Regions from separate parts of the Mus musculus genome. Here region 1 is linked to region 2. The links are chromatin contacts, called in public capture Hi-C maps. All regions are on one chromosome and are shown on one strand. The core of a region is the stretch at or near the end of the contact, and the rest is flanking DNA. Distances in the headings are between cores, read along the strand shown. Region 1 holds the start of S100b (S100 protein, beta polypeptide, neural). Region 2 holds the start of Ggt1 (gamma-glutamyltransferase 1).

Region 1 (5,722 bases), core at 1,395-3,894, 690 kb after region 2:
GGATGTCAATAGCCCATACTCTAAAGTGTAATGTTTTTGTTTTTTGTTTTGTAGGTAAGACCCGAGCTCTTGTATAGTTTTTGAAAGTCTTTGGTATATGTGTGTGTGTGTGGGGGGGGGTGTTGTGGTATGTGTGTGTTTGTGTGGTGTGTGTGTGGTGTATGTTTGTGTGTTTCTGTGGTGTGTGTGTGTGTTTGTGGTGTGTGAGTGTGTATGCAAGAACACAAGTATACTGCCTATGGAGCTGAATCCCCTGAAACAATAGTTATAATTGATTGTGAGCCACCCAATGTGGTTCTGGGATCTGAAATCAGGCTCTCTATAAACACTGTGACTTTTATTCTTTGAGTTATATCTTTCCAACACATTTGTGGATTTTTGTTTTGTTTTGTTTTGGTTTTGGTTTTTTTAAAGCCCAGTTTGTTATCTGTTTTCTATTCTCAACGACTTTAGTATTTGGATATACTTTCATTCTAGGTGATTGAGACTATAAAGTTATCCAAAAACTAACTTTAAAAAAAAATGTTAAGGGTGGCTTGGCTGTGGCAGTGCAGTGCACCTTTAATCCCAGCGCTTGGGAAGCAGAGGTGGGTGTATCTCTGTGAGTTCCAGATGAACCTGGTCTACAAAGCGAGTTCCTGGACTGCCAAGGCCACACAGAAAAACCCTGTCTCAAAACACCTAAATAAATATAAACAATAAGTAAAGAAAGAAAAAATAATAAAATGTTAAGGCCAGTTCCAGGGCGATCGATACAATCTGTAACTTACTTTCACTCTGTCTGCTGTCCACATTCTCTGTACTGGTATTTTCTGCCAGGGACCCTTAGGATCTCTACTTTCCTCCCAGTGGCAGCCATGTTGGTGTCCCTGCCTCATTTCTGTCTAGGAGCCTCAGAGGATCTCGGCTACTCTCACTGGGCTGTAGGGACTGCTTTTATGTCTCCTACTTCAGGTCTCCAGCTGCCAGACCTCGGCGGCCCATCTTGCTCTCTAACTGTCACTTCATTTTCCTGAGTGTGTCTTCTTTCCAGGATGTAGAATTCTTTGTCTATTCCACAGGAACCAGAGACTCCTCACCCAAGACTCCTGTACCATTTGCAGGGGCTTGTCTGGGATTTGATGATCAACACACACACAGACACACACACACAGGGGTTTGAAGATCTCTCCTTAAAGTCAGTGTAACTGACTGAAAAATGGCCAGAGAGGGGTTAGAGATGCCTTGATCATCCAGTACCCTGAGCAACCTCACAAAGTGAGGGAACCTTCCCAGTCATGATTATCATGGTCTCCCTGAGTCTCCCTTTTATTGTCTACTGGGGACTAAGAAGAGTAGGGGACCTAATCTTTGTGAACCAGTGGCTTTGATCTCATGTAGATAAATGGTGAGTTGCCCCCTGTAATAGGGAGGAACCAGAGTAGGAGTTTATACCTCTGCCCCAAAGCTAAGAGACACTGCCCCCTTTCCTCAAGGTGGAGAAGCTTTACTGGAGCCCTAACATGTCTAGTCAACCCCTTGGTCTCTGTGATATTTGGGTGTCTTTTGTCATGTAGCTCTTCCCACAGACACTTGGAACACGAGGGGCAAAGGGAAGTGTGACTAAGCTATCCTCTCTTGCTTGGTCAGCTTGGGCCATTGCTTCTGTGTGATTATTCAAAAGGACTGCTCACTTCTGATTTCTTTTTTTTATTTTTATTTTTAAAAAGATATTATGTATACAGTGTTCTGCTTGCATGTACACCTCTACACTAGAAGGGGGCACCAGACCTCATTATAGATGATTGTGAGCCACCATGTGGTTGCTGGGAATTGAACTCAGGACCTCTGGAAAAGCAGCCAATGCTCTTAACCTCTGAGCCATCTCTCCAGCTCAACTGCTCATTTCTGGGCAAGAGCGCACAATTGATGCCATTTGAAGCTCAGGTGTAGTGCTGCTGAAGATAGGCAGTTAGGAACAGACTGCTTTCTGGGGTCATTTTGTGCCTTGACAAGAGGTGCAACATTTCTTCCCTATGCAAAAAGAGCACAGCACAGGACAGGCATTTCTGGCTCAGACAACTCATAACCTTTGACCAGGGTAGGGAGAGAGAGCCCCAAGACAAGAGCTGGCAGGTCTTTCCCTAGGTGCAACAAGTACTAAGTATGTAACTAACTTACTGCATGCTGGTCCCTGAGAATACTGGGCTCAAAGAGGAGTCTGGGGGTAACCACTACCCAGCATCACCAGCCCCAGCATGGCATACCTGCAGGAGGGGACCAGGAAGCTGGCAGACAAGCAAGATGTTCAAGAGGCCTCCTTAGAAGCCAGTCAGGGCCACACAGTCTCCAGCACTCAGCATGAGAAGTTTCCAGTTCTTGGCTGCAGATTTGCTGTTTAAATCAATTCACCCACGTTGTCTCTCTCCTCTTCCCAACCCCAGCCTTGCCTTTGGAACTGGGCCAATGTTCATGTAATACATTTAAAAGGTGCAGAGAAGCTGACTCTACACTTCCTACCCAACAGACCCGTATTCTTTCTAGATCAAGTCCAGTTGTGGCTGCCCAGTGGATCCCCAGGGTACCACTCAATGGGGCCCTGTATGCAGGCCTGGGTGTCTAACTCCTCCCTATCCTTGGCCCCCATTGGCAGCCTCAGCCTGCAGTGGACTGCGCCAAGCCCACACCCAGTTCTCTCTGCAGGAAGAATAAGAAGCTGTTCTGTCTACACTCCTGTTACTCGGACACTGAAGCCAGAGAGGACTCCAGCAGCAAAGGTGACCAGGAGGTGAGAAAGCCACTGACAGGACCCAAGAGAAAACCTGCTTTTTTCTTTCCTCGGAGGGTGAGGGGTGACAGGGATAGAATGGGAACTGAGCTTTAAGAATTTTTTTTTTTAAGAGACCTTTGGGGACATTTGGTGGCATTTCAGAGCTGCTGATTAGGCTGCCTTTACTGTTTCCTTGTGACTGCGGCTGACACTGACTATGCAGTGTCTGTGTTACAGCGGGGGGATTGTCTTTGGTTTTGTTTTCATTAAACCAGGGAAACCTTAGGCCATAGTTAGAACTTCAGAATGACTGCCGATGTTTTTGGAGATGGCGCACAGTGCGTCTTCTCTGAGTCCTAAGGGAAGGATTTCCTTTCCTGGAATAGGGTTACCCCAAATCTCCAACCGCAGCTCCCCTTTCTTCATGGCAACTTTTCCCGGGGTCCCTGGAGCACCCCTGTGAGCTTTTCCAGTTTTCCTATTCGAAACGCCAAGAGCTACATCTCCAGACACTGCTCAAAAAAGAAAAATCCAAAGCAGTTGAAACTTTTCAAATCATTATGAATTGGGACAGAGAGATGAAGGTTTGGGGGTGGCTCCTGACTTTCCTGTCATCCCTCCTGGGGAAGGGTGGTCTCTGTGGGGACCCCTCACCTTACAGGCAGTGCCATCCCAAGAAGCTCCAGCCCTGTGTTTCTTTATAAAGACTCATCCGTTTGTCTTAGAAGGCAGACAACAAACCAATGCTTCCTTAGTTGAAAGAATAGGGAGATTTTTGAATTTTTAATATAGTCATGAAAAAATAAATTTTTATTTATTTATTTATTTTTTGCCTATGGGATATGGTGTTTCACCATTTACTTTTAAGTCTTAGTCCTTATCCACAAAAAGATCATTTAGCTCTCCCTCCCCCAGCCGTTAGGACTTTGAGCAGTATCAGTATGACACAGAATCTCTGAAGACTTTTTTTTTAAATCAATAACTGTGCTGGGTATGAGCCAACCCTTGGGAGAGTAGAGACAAGGAGATCATTATTTAGAAGAGAATCTGGGGACAGTGAGACCCCCATCTCAATCTAAAAAGGAAAAAGGGCAGATAATTCTGTGCCTGTCCTTCCCTCCCCTCTCCTCCCTCCCCTCCCCATGGGACTAAACATATTTTCTTTCATAAAAAAAAAAGACAAACAAAAACAGTAACCGGGGCTGTTGAGATGGTTCAGTCCAGCATCCACATGGAATTACTGACTGTAATTCCAGTTCCCAGTGATCTAACACCTTCTTCTGGCCTCTGCGGGCACCAGGCATGCACGCTACAGAGACATACCTGTAGGCAAAACACCCAGACACATAGGATTTTCTTTTAGCTAAAAGACCAACAGTAACTAAAAACTCAAGTTAAGAGACTAAGAGAGAATGTTACATTTTGTCTATCTGGGTTGTTCTTCTTATATGAGGTACTTCAGGTGTCTTTGGAAAACATGAACAAACCAAAGAACCAGAGAGCCAATACAGGGCGAAAACCTTCGTTTCTTTTGGGAGATCCTTAATAAAAATGTAAAAAGCTACGAAAGTTGTATTCTAAAATGTAACATGTTCAACATGGAAATGACTTTTGAACCTTTGTTTAATTATGACAGTGCAGGTTCTGGTTTAAGGATCAGAACTCGAGGCTAGGAGCTGCCAAATGTCTCTGCCTAAGAGGCTGGTTTCTAAAATGATCCCAGAGCCACCCTTAATGGCTTAATGTTAATGAAGTTCCTCAGATAATCGAGCGGCCCTCCCTGAATCCCCGGGCTGTGGCTGTGGCATCAGGTGCCCACTGCAAAGGCTGTTTGCTTCTCTCAGGCATGCATGCCTGTTCACAAAGAAGCTGCTGTACTCTGAGGCCAGGCCAATGAAGCAAGCACAGAACTCAGGGCTGGGCCTCCGTCGCCCTGTCAGGATGCCAGGAGAACCATATGACCTTGGAGTACGTGTTTCTGCAAGGTCACTTCACTGGTAGTTTTCAAAAACTTGGTACAGGAATTTTACAGTCTTTATTTTTTATATATATATTTTTGGTTTGTCCCCCATCCCCCCCCAAAAAAACCTCACTCATATTTTATTTATACATCTTAAACTAATATATTAATTCAAATGAAAATAAGCTCTTTGTTAGGGTTTTTATTACTAAGATGAACACCATAACCAAAAAGCAAGTTGGGGAGGAAGGGCCATTCAGCTTTGGCGTCCACATCACAGATCATCATCATAGGGATTCAGGACAGGAACTCAAGCAGGGCAGGATCCCGAGGGCAGGAGCTGGTGATGCAGAGGCCATGGAGGGATGCTGCTTACTGGCTTGCTCAGCCTGCTTTCTTATAGAACCCAGGACCACCAGCCCAGGGATGGCACCACCCACAATGGGCTCAGCCCTCCCTCATCGATCACTACTGAAGAAAATGCTCTATAGCTGGATCTTATGAGGGCGTTTTTCTTAATTGAGGTTCCTGTCTCTGAGAAAGGGCTTTAGCTTGTGCCAAGCTGATATAAAACTAGCCAGAACATTCTTAATCTTGTTCCTCAGAATCTTTTGGAAGTACCTGCATTTTTCCTCCTAACCCCTGATATTATTGCTGTATGAGGAAGCTGTTACTGCATTTTAAAAATGGTTCACTGATAGTGATGTGTGTGTGTGTGTGTGTGCGTGTGTACAGGTAGATATTTACTTGTTACTAGTCATCTTAGTGTCTTTCTTAAATCCATCAGCTGATGGTATATCCTGGAGACCTCTGGGATTGGGAATAGCCACCAGGAAGACCCGGAGTCATTCCCTAATGCTTTGCATTAGCATCTTTGCTAGTTTCTCATTGGCCAAACCCAACCAGAAACCAATGGTCTTGGAAACTTCGCTCTGTAGCCTATGGGGACATAGAAGGGACAGGGTGGGCCTGGGCAAAAGAGGATGAACCCTGGTCAGCGTGGATCCCAGGAT
Region 2 (5,804 bases), core at 1,294-3,793:
AGAAAGGAGCTGGCCTGGACTGGAAGTGTCACAATGCCTAGAACTTAGTCCTGTGGCAGGTAGAGGACTGCCCCCACACCCAGCTCCTCCTCTGTGACTCTCCCTGGCGGAGAAATTCCTAGAGGACCTTTTTCTTTTTTTCCAGGAAAAAAGGAAGTGTGAATTCTGGACCCAGATCCCTGGGCGAGCTTTCGTTCGCCTGCTATCCTGGTGCCTAGGTGAGTTGGCTCTTGGGCACTGTTTCTGTGACTTGGACAAGAGCCCCCATAGACTGAGCTGTCTCCTCTGGAGTGAGGATATCATTCTACCTCACGGGTTTCCCAAGTCTACTGAGCTGAAGGCTGCTGGCCCTTCTCCCAGGAGCTGTCCTGGGCAGCAGGGTTCGTTGGCAATCCCACAGTGAGGCAGAGATCTGATGCTGTCTTCTCAATCTCTGGGGATGATGTTGGGCATAGAGGGTTGACCTGGGTTCCTCATGGCAGCCTTGTCACCCTTAGCTAAACCCATGGGGGTATAAAAAAATGGGAGGCAGGGAACTAGAGAGATGGCTCAGTGGTTAAGAGCACTGATTATTCTTCCTGAGGTCCCGAGTTCAATCCCCAGCAACCACATGGTGGCTCATAACCCTCTGTATTGGGATCTGATGCCCTCTTCTGCATGCATGTAAGCAGAATACTATATACATGGGAGGCAGGGAGTATGAGAGGGAGGATGTCCTCAGACTTCAGGTCTTGGTGGGGACATATAAGGCCCCACGTGGGAACTGTTTGTGGATAAGTTATGGGCAGCAGTTATAGCTCAGTTGTTCTGAGACCTTCACTACTCGTGAGGTAACCCATCAGGCGTGGAGAGGAAGCCAAGATATGAGTGCCTGGCAAGTATGGTGGAAGGCTACATACAGAAGGGTATGGAACTGAACCAGCTCCACCATTGGTCTCTTTCACACAGTCAGAAAGCCCAAACTCAAACCAACTCAAGGCTGTTAATTCGGCCAGGTCATCTGTAATCAGGTCATCTCCAGCTTCCTGGTAATCGTGACTAGGACTCAGTCTCTGTTGTTTGTTGTTCCTTGTTTGTTTGTTTGTTTGTTTGTTTGGGATAGTCTCACATAGCCTAGGCTGGTTTCAGTTACTTAGCTGGTAATGACCTTGAACTCCTGATCTTCCTCTATCTACTTCCAAAGTAGATTTGACCTGCCACGCCCAGCCACCGAATGGTTTTGAAACCTTCTCTGGGAGGAAGGAGGCAGATAGATCCTCCGTGGAGACCATTTCCCTGAGCTTACTCTGTCAGGAATGGGTCTTCTGCCTGCAGACGGAGTTTCCCCAGAAGGAAAGGCGGCAAGAGGCTTTCCGTTCCCTGTGTTGCTCTTGGCCGAGTGTGTAGCCATAGACAAAGTAGGGTCCTGTGATGGTTTCAACCTGGCGCCCCAAGTTCAATGGCTTAAAACAGCAAGTCCCGGTTATTGGGAGCCTGAAATCTAATGTAAGCAGAGCCGTGCTCCCCACCTCTCCCCCACTGCCCCCAGGACTATGGGGCCATATCCTTCCTTGCCTCCCCTCCTTCTGAGCTTCCTGGCAATCCTTGAGGCTGTTTGGCTTGTACTTGTGTCGCGCTGACCTCAGCTTCCTACTCCACATGGCTGTCTTCCCTGTGCGACTACCCAACCGGCCATCTTGTAAGACCACTAATTACTGTATTTAGGGCCTACCCTAATCCAGTATGATCTCATCCGAACTAATTACCTTGTGAAGACTCTGTTTCTAAATAAGGTCACACTCTGAGCTCTCCCTAGTGGGCATGAACTTGGTGGAAGGGGGAAAAAAAAACAAGACACCACAGAAGCCTCTGAAACCCTCGGTTTCCTTGTCTGTAAAATGGCGATGGCATTATAGGATTAGAGACTGGCATAGCATAGTGTTGCATAAGTGCGCCTTTATTCTTTAACGTGATTAATCTTCTGTGACATTTTTCTTCTCCTATCAGTGCTGATATTTGAGTCCAGGATCTTTGGCATGCTTGGCGATCGTTCTACCTTTGGGCCACACCTAGCCCCTCTTTCTTACTTTACAGTGAGCCTAACCATTCACTCCTCAGCATCGATCCATTCAGGACTGGGCACTGTGCATGCAGCCTAGACTTCCTCAGAATTGGGAGCCAAGAAAGATTTTGGGAGGTGTCATAAGTTAGCGGAGTCTGAAGGAAGACGACTTTAGCCTGTAAAATGTCCTGGCAGGAGCATTGAGGGCAGAGAAAGGGCAGGGGCAGGCACCAGCAAGGCAAGAATTTCTCTGCAGGGCAAATGGGGGCCTTTGAAGGGTTTTCCAGCGGGAGAGGAAAATGTTCCATTAAGGTAACAGCAGCCTTGCAAACCACTGGTGAGCAAGCGTCACCAGGTGATAGGAGTGGTGGGGGAGGGTACTAGGTGTGGCTTGGAGGAGGTCACAGATAACACCAATTGGAAGGGACCAGTGAAGAGGCAGGGGGTGGCTTCTGAAGGGCTGGACTCTGGCTTCTGTGGCTGGTAGAGGTTTGTGGAAGGTAGTTGCTTAGCTCAGGTTAGGACTTGTTGACCTTGGGCATCTGACACAGCGGGTGGCTCAGACTTGGACTCTATGTGCAATGTGATATAGCTCAGCATGGAAGATGTAAAGAGGAAGGGAGCTCTGGGTAAGCTGAGGACGGAGTGTAGGGAAATTGTTGGGCGGTTTAGGTACCAATTAAGTCGCAGGGAGGTTGTGGGTGGACAGGTGTGCTTGCTTGCCTTGTGGTCCAGGAGGCTGTGAGACACAAGTGAGTTAGTTGGCTTTCCTGCAGACTGTGGCATGTGATGGTAGGGGCGGGAGTGAGGAGACCAGGACATGGGTAAGACAGGGCTTCCCTCCCAGCCCCCCCTAGAGATGCCAGACAGCACAGATAATTACCAGGTGATACAATAAATGCCACCTGAGAAGGGGGGCGGGCAGGAAGGGGGGCAGAAGTGACTGCAGAGCTGGGAGTCAGAGCCAGGCTAACACTGAGGCTTTGAAGAGCTCTGGAGCCTTCTGAAGTCTGTCTGTTTCATCCAGTCCTCAAGCTCCCTTGATCCTCTCTGGAGAGGAAACCAAGGCCAGAAAGGGAAGGTTTCCCAGGTCCCCAGCTCTCAGGGAGGTCAGGCATGAAACCGGGAGCTATGGGGTGCACATTTCTGTTATTCTGCTGATGAATTCTGGAGTTGGACTTCACTCACCAGATGCTGAATGCTCCCAGGAATTAACAAGCTGACCATCCCGGAGGCCCACGCGCTTGGCTAAGTACAGGCTCCACTCACACCAAAGGCGAGTACTGGGATGGGGTGAACGGGCAGCACCAAAAAGCCAGGCTTGCGGGGGGGGGGGGCAGAAGGCAGAAAATCTGACCTTGCTGTGGTGTGGTCATTCAGAGAGTACTTCCTCAACACCGTTGGGTAACAGTGGCCCATTTACGGATTCTTCTGTCTGGTCATTGTGGTCTATGTGTGGTCAGGCACTCTATGCAGGTAGTCACAGGGCATGGGTGTCCCCTGCATCTGTGATCTGTGGCCTGGGATGATTAGAAGGGTCTGAGACCAGACCCATCCAAAATGAGCCGAAGGAGTCACAAGCTGGGGCTCGACGCTAGGGGAGAACTTGCCAGCTGCTTTTAGAGATGAAGAACTCCCCCCAAGGGTGGACTTTTCTAGGGTGTTGGAAAATCAGAGGGAAGGTTGAGAATCTGTGATCCTCACGTTCATTAAGCTGTTGTGACTTTGGATTTGAAGTCAGTTTCATCCCACCAGTTTACCAGGGGAGTCTCAGGGTTGCTGGCTTTCAGGGTGGGGAGGGAGATCCTGTCCCAAGAGAACCGGAGTGTGGGGAGGGAAGGACCCACCCATCTCAATTACTTGAACTGACTTCTGAGGTTTAGACTATCGACCTCAGCTGTGAACCTTACCCACTGGGGGTTCAAGCCCTGCCCAGAGCTTCCTGACATTCAGGTAAGTCAGTACTACCATGGGGTGTGGTTGGACTGTACGAAGAGAGTTTCAGGAAGTGGTTGGCTGAACCCCTCCCCAACCCACTAAGCTGCAACCCTCCAGCATTTGGTTTCCGGTACTGACAGCTCAAGTCTGGCTTTACTAGGACCGGGTTTTCTAAGATGGAGTGCGGGAAGATAAGCCCTTTGAAACAGGAAGTGCCTTGGGGACCACTGTGAACCCACTTCTCTGCAGGGGAGCTGGAGTAATTCCCCAAGCCACCCCCTAAATGTGTTCCTAAGTCTCCTGCCTGGCCAAGGTCCCCCCAGGGCATGAACTCCTAAAAGAGGAGTGACCTTAAGATGAAAGGAGCAGGTGGTGTAGCCCCGCCCTAGGCCACACTGTCCAGCAAAAGCTCTTGCAGAAATTAAACACACAGAGAGCCCCCGCTGGGCCAGTGTCCACACCAACACCCCTTCTCACAGCTGCCCTCTGCCCAGTTCCCCAGAGCAAACCAAGGAGCAAAGAGACACCCGCAAGGGTCTTAATGAGCAAGCCGGGGTTAATGGGTTACCCAGCATGGTGATATATTCACCAGCCTCACAGGGTTCTCAAAGTCCAGACTAGCCGAACTTTCAAGGTCTAGGCACGTAGGCTTTTCCAGCCCTGACACCTTAAGAGTTCAAGGGTGAGGCCAAGGGAAGTCAAGAGACCTCCTCCACACCACCCATGACTTGTCCGAAGCTGCCTCTTCAGGAAGTCTCCAGCTCCAGCCTCTAAGCTTACAGGTTTCTTCCTACCTCAGTTTGGTCTCAGCTCTAGTTCTGACCCTTTCCTCTGGCTCCCATCATAACATCTGCTCCCTCTCTAGGCCCTGGCCTCCCCACCCCGCCAAAAGCACTGTGTGTTTTTTATTTTCTGTGTGTGGTGTTTCCGCTTGTATGTGTGCCGGTAGCCTGCTTGTGTGCCTGGTGCCCCCGGAGGACAGACAGAATAGAGCATCAGACCTCCTGAAACTGGAGTTACAGACAGTTGTGGGCTACCTTGCAAGTGATGAGACTCGAACCTGGGTCCTCTGGAGGAGCAGCCAGTGTAGCCAGTCTCTCTCTCTCTCTCTTTTAAAGATTTTTTTTTTAATTAAATGTAAGTACATTGTAGATGTCTTCAGACACTCCAGAAGAGGGCGTCAGATCTTGTTACAGATGGTTGTGAGCCACCTTGTGGTTGCTGGGATTTGAACTCAGGACCTTCAGAAGAGCAGTCAGTGCTCTTAACCTCCAGCCCCCCTCTTTTTTTTTTTTAAGATTTATTTTGTATAATGTATATGAGTGCTCTATCTGCATGTACACCTGCATGCCAGAAGAGGGCATCAGATCTCATTACAGATGATTGTGAGCCACCATGTGGTTGCTGGGAATTAAGAGCAATCCATACTCTTGATCGCTGAGTCATCTGAGTAGCCAGTGTCTTAACCATGACACCATCTCTCCAGTCCCTGGGAATTTTGTTTTGTTTATTTGTTCGTGTTAAACCTTTCTTTTTAAAAAAGATTTATTGATTTTAAGTACACTGTAGCTGTCTTCAGACACACACCAGAAGAGGGCATCAGATCTCATTACAGATGGTTTTGAGTCACCATGTGGTTGCTGGGATTTGAACTTAGGACCTCTGGGAGAACAGTCAGTGCTCTTAACCACTGAGCCATCTCTCCAGCCCCTGTTCTATTTTCTTATTTTGGCACTGCAGAGATGTCTCAGTGCGTACTGTTCTTGCAAAGGATTCAAATTCAATTCCCAGCACCTACAACAGGCAGCTCACAGCTGCCAGTGAC

The links. Capture Hi-C pulls out chosen DNA fragments and counts their contacts.
Region 1: a capture Hi-C map of macrophages shows a contact between it and region 2, with 8 times the contacts expected there. The contact joins the promoter of S100b here to the promoter of Ggt1 in region 2. A contact is called at or near these places in 10 of 39 promoter capture datasets (the C10 cell line, embryonic stem cells, frontonasal cranial neural crest and 6 more) and 1 of 9 other capture datasets (macrophages).

What each region holds. Positions count from the first base shown.
Region 1 is chr10:76,251,192-76,256,913 of GRCm38.p6, forward strand. It overlaps S100b (S100 protein, beta polypeptide, neural), which reads left to right and starts at 2,645. Exons shown (of 3, transcript NM_009115.3): 1 at 2,645-2,767.
Region 2 is chr10:75,561,589-75,567,392 of GRCm38.p6, forward strand. Ggt1 (gamma-glutamyltransferase 1) reads left to right here and starts at 2,544. Exons shown (of 15, transcript NM_001379537.1): 1 at 2,544-2,670; 2 at 3,233-3,317.